Linked DNA regions of Mus musculus: region 2 is linked to region 1. The links are chromatin contacts, called in public Hi-C maps. All regions are on one chromosome and are shown on one strand. Each heading gives the region's core, a stretch centred on a gene start, on an enhancer-like site or on the middle of the called end of the contact. The rest is flanking DNA. Distances are from core to core; before and after follow the strand shown.

Evidence for each region. Hi-C and Micro-C count contacts between places; a contact is called where the count stands out from the background.
Region 2: a Hi-C map of the C2C12 cell line shows a contact between it and region 1, with 4 times the contacts expected there. The contact joins two enhancer-like sites. A contact is called at or near these places in 2 of 15 datasets of contacts at CTCF or cohesin (the NIH/3T3 cell line and embryonic stem cells), 24 of 484 Hi-C or Micro-C datasets (the C2C12 cell line, adipose-derived mesenchymal stem cells, cerebellar granule neurons and 11 more) and 1 of 115 datasets of contacts at active chromatin or transcription factors (astrocytes).

The regions. Positions count from the first base shown.
Region 1 is chr12:9,175,116-9,177,815 of GRCm38.p6, forward strand. No RefSeq gene overlaps it. Among named protein-coding and RNA genes, the nearest start is that of Ttc32, 150 kb to the left of the region's middle. Within about 2 kb of position 1,311, at least 30 of the 459 cell types and tissues checked have an H3K27ac peak or open chromatin away from gene starts, as enhancers often do. A contact at or near this core is called in the C2C12 cell line, where this site is marked.
Region 2 is chr12:10,532,881-10,535,580 of GRCm38.p6, forward strand. No RefSeq gene overlaps it. Among named protein-coding and RNA genes, the nearest start is that of Gm38407, 88 kb to the left of the region's middle. Within about 2 kb of position 1,306, at least 3 of the 459 cell types and tissues checked have an H3K27ac peak or open chromatin away from gene starts, as enhancers often do. A contact at or near this core is called in the C2C12 cell line, where this site is marked.

The DNA.
Region 1 (2,700 bases), core at 61-2,560:
CTCCAGGTTTAGGAGCAGTGAGCAGACTGATGGCCTTTCGGAACTTAATGGTGAAATGCCTGTATTTAAAAGCAGGGCTTTTCAGAGGTCAGTTCTAGTCAGATTTGCTAACACTTTTCTTGTCTAAGCTAGGGCCTCACTACTCAGTATGGGACAGGACATTAGAAATCACCCTGGCCACGTGTGGAAATGGCAGAGGTGGTGGGGACACATTGCCTGGTTCTGGGACTCTAGCTCTCTCTGCTTATGCCTCTCACTCTCTTAAAGCCAGGGAGCTATCTATACCTCTGCATCTCCGTGCCTCTGCAATGTTCCCAGTGCTTTACCGTTTGGTCCTTTGGAATTAGAAGTGAGCAGAATATCAGCCTTTGCTAACGTCACTGTATAGGTGTAGAATTATTGAGCCAACAGAACCTTTCTCTGTTCTTTGGATAATTTAGCACGGTTTGAAGACAGGGACTGTGCTTTATTGACTGACATCCCCTCATCATCAGCTGCCTACTTGAACCATACTTAATATTAAGCAACCACACCTGCTGCTAACGTTCTGTCCCCGTAGGAAGACAATGTAGGCTCCGAGGATTTGGATGCAGGTTCTTATGCCTACGATTGCTCTTACCCACTGGGACATCTCCTGGCCACCTTGATTTTCTTTTTCAGAATCCAACCACCTTCTCCCAAACCCTCAATCTGTGCTCTGGGGATTCTGCTGGAACTGTACAACCTTATGATAGATTCATTAGTCCCTTGTGGTCCAATTTAGTTCTGTCTCCACAGAATACTGGGGTTTCTGCATACAATATAGACCCTGCCAAAAGCTAGGGAAGGCAACTGTTATGTCCAAACCTGGCATGGGCACTGCAGTAGCAAGGTAGATGGGATCCGCTGTCTCTTTATTCTCATGAGTCTGGTTGGGGAGCTGTTGGTCCAAGAGAGATGGAGGGCAATGTTTCCTGTTTTGAGCCTTTGGGGCACAGCAGGGGTGAAGTCCTCTGGCTTGTCTCTTGGGTTTCCATTCGCATACCTCTTAATTCCTAATGTGTACATCCCAAGAGAGCCCTGAGCATGATTCTTTTGCTCCATCATTGGCAGCAGTTTGCTGCTGATTTGGCTGGAACTCTAGCTCTGAAGGTCTCTATAACCCAGTGTGCCCTGGAAGGGAAGACCCACACTAGTCTTCTGGGAGCCTGAGTGTCCCTTGGAATCAGAGCCCCTCTGTTTATTTTCTTAAGGCTTAAGTGATGAGTTTCTGCTGACTTATAGGGAAGGTATGTGTCCTGTGGAGGAGGCAATGAGTAGCTGTTTTTTTAATCCAAATTTGGAGACGTCTCCATGGCTCCTGGGCTCTCCGTGGGGCACAGGCAGAGCTCAGCTATCTGTTGCTTGAGGCAGCTTGGCACTGGGAAGGACTCAGAATAGCAGAGTAGCTCTTAGCATGCAGTCCAGTTACTCTGGACTTGGGGACTGAGACTGGAACTCTGCTCTCCACATCAGCCATGACCTGCTCCTGTAAAGTCAGACTGGATCATCCCTGTTCATGTGTCCCTGCTTCCCCATGCCTTTTAATAATTCAAATTTCAACCCTGGAATTCTAGCCCATGTTGATTCTTCTAGAAGGTTCTCATTGATTATCTTTGCCTAATTTAATAATCATATTGTGCCTTCACTGTGCACAGTTTTTCGTTCTTTCCCTATGTATGCCTCTAGTAATACCTTCCATTCGTTTCCAGAATTGTCCTTGTTTTCTGTGATTGGTTTGCATTGTCGCTACAGGGTGCTTGGGGCTTGTGGGTAGGGTACCACACTTATACTGTCTAGATTCCTTGGGCACTTAGCACCCAAAGGGAGCTTAGAGAATAAATGCAAAGGCCACTGTCCCTATAAGAGCTTCTTGTGCCTTTAAACAGAGTCACTCACAGCTTTGTTGCTCTGGCAATCTCTGTGTAGATGTCTCTCTCAACACATACAGTGGAACACTTGTTTGTTTATAGATTATTATTTATAGATTATTATTATTATACACTTGATTGTTTATAGATTTCTCTCCTTTTAGCAAGTGGCGAGGCAGCTGGGGATAGGTGCTATGTTCTACTCATCTCAGCATCCATATTCAAAGACCTGTTAGCTCGAACTGTGTTCCAAAGGTAAATGAACTACTTATGTGCTATTCAGTAAGAATCTCTTAGGCCAACACATCGTTCTGAGTCCAGCTGCCAATCTTGCCAGATGGAGGGCACTTCTATGGCAGGGTGGGATCAGACTATTTGCTCTGTTGCCCGTGTAGCTCAGCCTCTTGCCCTTCACGGGAAACATGGGGGAGTTGTTATGGGTGGAACAGAAACAAACACACCCACCAAGAGATGACTTGTGAGCTTTCCACGTGATCATGTCTGGGTCAAATAGACCTGGAACATAGGGGATAGATGTACAGGTAAGCAGTGGTATATGGCACACAGTAGATGCTTAATGGATTCCTCTATCTTGAAGAAATCAAACGCCAGCACAGGCCTTTTCCCTCGTGGGTTATGTCTGAGCCCTGAGCTGTGCTGTGACCCTATGTAGTAGCATCACAGTTGGCAGAAGTCTACAAAAGGCAAAATTCACTTCCTCAGCCCTCTCGCATCTCTGTGATGCCAAAGAATATTGCCAACTATAATTATTTGGATCTAAAATGTGTCCCCAAAGCCTACTCAGAAAGGA
Region 2 (2,700 bases), core at 56-2,555, 1.4 Mb after region 1:
TGGGGGAAACATCAAGATATTTAGTCATCAGGAAGATGCAAATTAATCCTACTCTAAGTCTCGTTCATTCTCTTCTTTATTTTTGAGAATTTAATAGATGTGTACAATAAAATATCATTTCTTCCATTATTCCCATTCATGGCTCCCCTACCCCCTTTGGATAGCCTACTACGTCCAGTTAGTCCTGCCTTTATGTGTATGGGTGGGGCCATTCTGTGGAGCATGGGAAAACTATTAGGGCCATAATATCAATACAGAATGATTATTTGCTAGGAACTATCACTACCAATAGCTCCTCATATGAAGTGGGACCTTGAGATCATCTACTCTATGTATGCCAAGATTTTGACTGCTGAGAGTTAATAAGTTCAATAGCCATATCACATCCGGAAAACATCATCATTTCTCCTGTCTTCCAGATCTGACATTCTTTCTTCCTCCTCTCCTTCTAATGTTCCCTGAACTTGCTGGAGATGAGGTTTTGTTTAGGGCTGAGCTCTTGGTCCCTTATTCTCAGTGCTGTGAATAGCAACTCATCTCTCCATGATTGCTTACAGTACAGGGAAAAAAAAAAAAAAAAAAACAAAACCTCTCTGACCAAGGTTGAGACCTCGGGTCTGTCTGCCAGGAGACAAGCAACCTTGAGAAGTCTGGGATGCTACCTTGGGATTCTATTTCACCCTTGTCTGATGGCTATCATCAAGAAAACAAAAATGGTAAGGAGCATTATTGACTAAATCATAAAGTAGTCAGTTCACAATGGGAATTAGTATGGCAAAAGCCTCAAAAAAAACTAAGAAGAGAACTAGACTATGACCTTGTTACATCACTCCAGAACGTACATATAAAGAAACAAAATCTGTATACATGCCCAAATATGCAAGCTTATTGTAGCACTAGTCACTATAGCCAATTTATGCAACAGCCTTGATATCTGATGATGAATGAATGACTGAAGTATGGCTTATGTACACAATGGGTGTTATTATTTAGCCATGAAAAAGAATGAAACTATTTAATTTGCAGAGAAAATAATTGAGTGAAAATTGAGATCATATTACATAAAATAGCTAAATTCATGTAAGAACATATCTTACATATTTTCTCTCATATGCAGAATTTAGACTTTTAAAGAAAAAAAATCAAACAAGACCCACCCCATGGGAGACAGCCAAGCCCGACACTTTCATGATATTCTGCTATGCTTGCAGACAAGAGGCTACCATAACTGTATTCTGAGACGCTCCATCCAGCGACTGATGGAAGCAGATGCAAAGACCCATAGCCAAAACATAGGTGGAGCTCAGGAAGTCCTGTGGAAGAGCTGTGGGAAGCACTGAGGGGGAGCTGGAAGGATCAAGGATACCACAGGATGACCTACAGAGGAAACTAATCTGTGCCTATGAGGCGCACAGAGACTAAACCACCAACCAAAGAGCATGCGTGGGCGGGATCTAGACATCCTGTCAGAAGTAGCAGATGCATAGCTTGCTCTTCATATGGGTCCCTTAACAATTGGAGCAGGAACTCTCTCTGACTCTGTTGCCTGCCTTTAGATTGCTTTCCCACAGCTGGGCTTCCTTGTCTGGCTTCAATGGGAGAGGGTGCACTCAGTCTTGCTGAGATGTAAGAGGGTAGGCTGGTAGCCGTGGAAGGCCTCCTCTTATCTGAGGAAAAGAGGATGGGGAATGGAGGAGGGTGTGTGAGAGTGGAACTGGGACGAGAGTAGCGAAATGTCTGTGATCAGGCTGTAAAGTGAATGAATGAATGAATAAATAAATTGGTGAAGAAAAATAGAAAAAAAATCAGACAAGAAAGTAAAGGATAGTAATTGGGAAGAGGAAAGGAACCAATGAGAGGAGCCAAGGAGGACAAAGGAAGTGGGTGTGGTTAAAAAGCACTATATATATATATATATATATATATATATGAAAGTATTAAGATGGAATGCACTATTTTACATAATCAACATGTGTTAATATTGCAAATATTATAATATTAGTATACATATAACTAAAAACCTTTTTTTTTCTGAAGGAAAGTAGACAGCCACCAAGGAGTTGAACCTGAGATGGCCTGGATGGAAAAGGTCCTTGCTGCCAAGGCCAAGGACCTGAGTTCAAACCACAGGTCCTTCTAACCTCTTCATATAGGTAGATACACAAACACATAAACAAAAATAAACAAATAAAATGTAAAAGTGGATCTAACATTTAATATTCAATGTAAAGATTGAATGCTAACTTTCCTTTTCTTGTACCTTGAGCCAGGTAGGTGCTGCCTCTAACTGATTCATGAAGAATATCCGAGAAAGTACAGTAATGGAGATAATTTGCTGTGGTTTATGTTTGACATGGTCTAGTGTGCTGTGTCAGGGCGGTGGTGTGAAGCAGGATGCGAGGCTAGTAGGAAGCTTCCGTCAATGGCATGCATCCCTGAAGTGGGTTAGAGGACGTTTGTCCCTTGGTTCTTTCTGCCTCTGGCTTCCCAGGTATGGGATGAGTGGTTTGTCTCAGTCACTCTCATGACACACTGCGTTTTCCAAAATATAAGGCTAACTGATCATCAATGGAACACTCTAAAACTGTGAGCCAATATAGTCATGTTCTCTAGATATCTCTAGATAGTTGTGGATCTCGGTGTTGACCGAGTGATCAGAAGCTAGCAGTCAGTAATGTGGAGAGCTCGGCTAGTTTCATG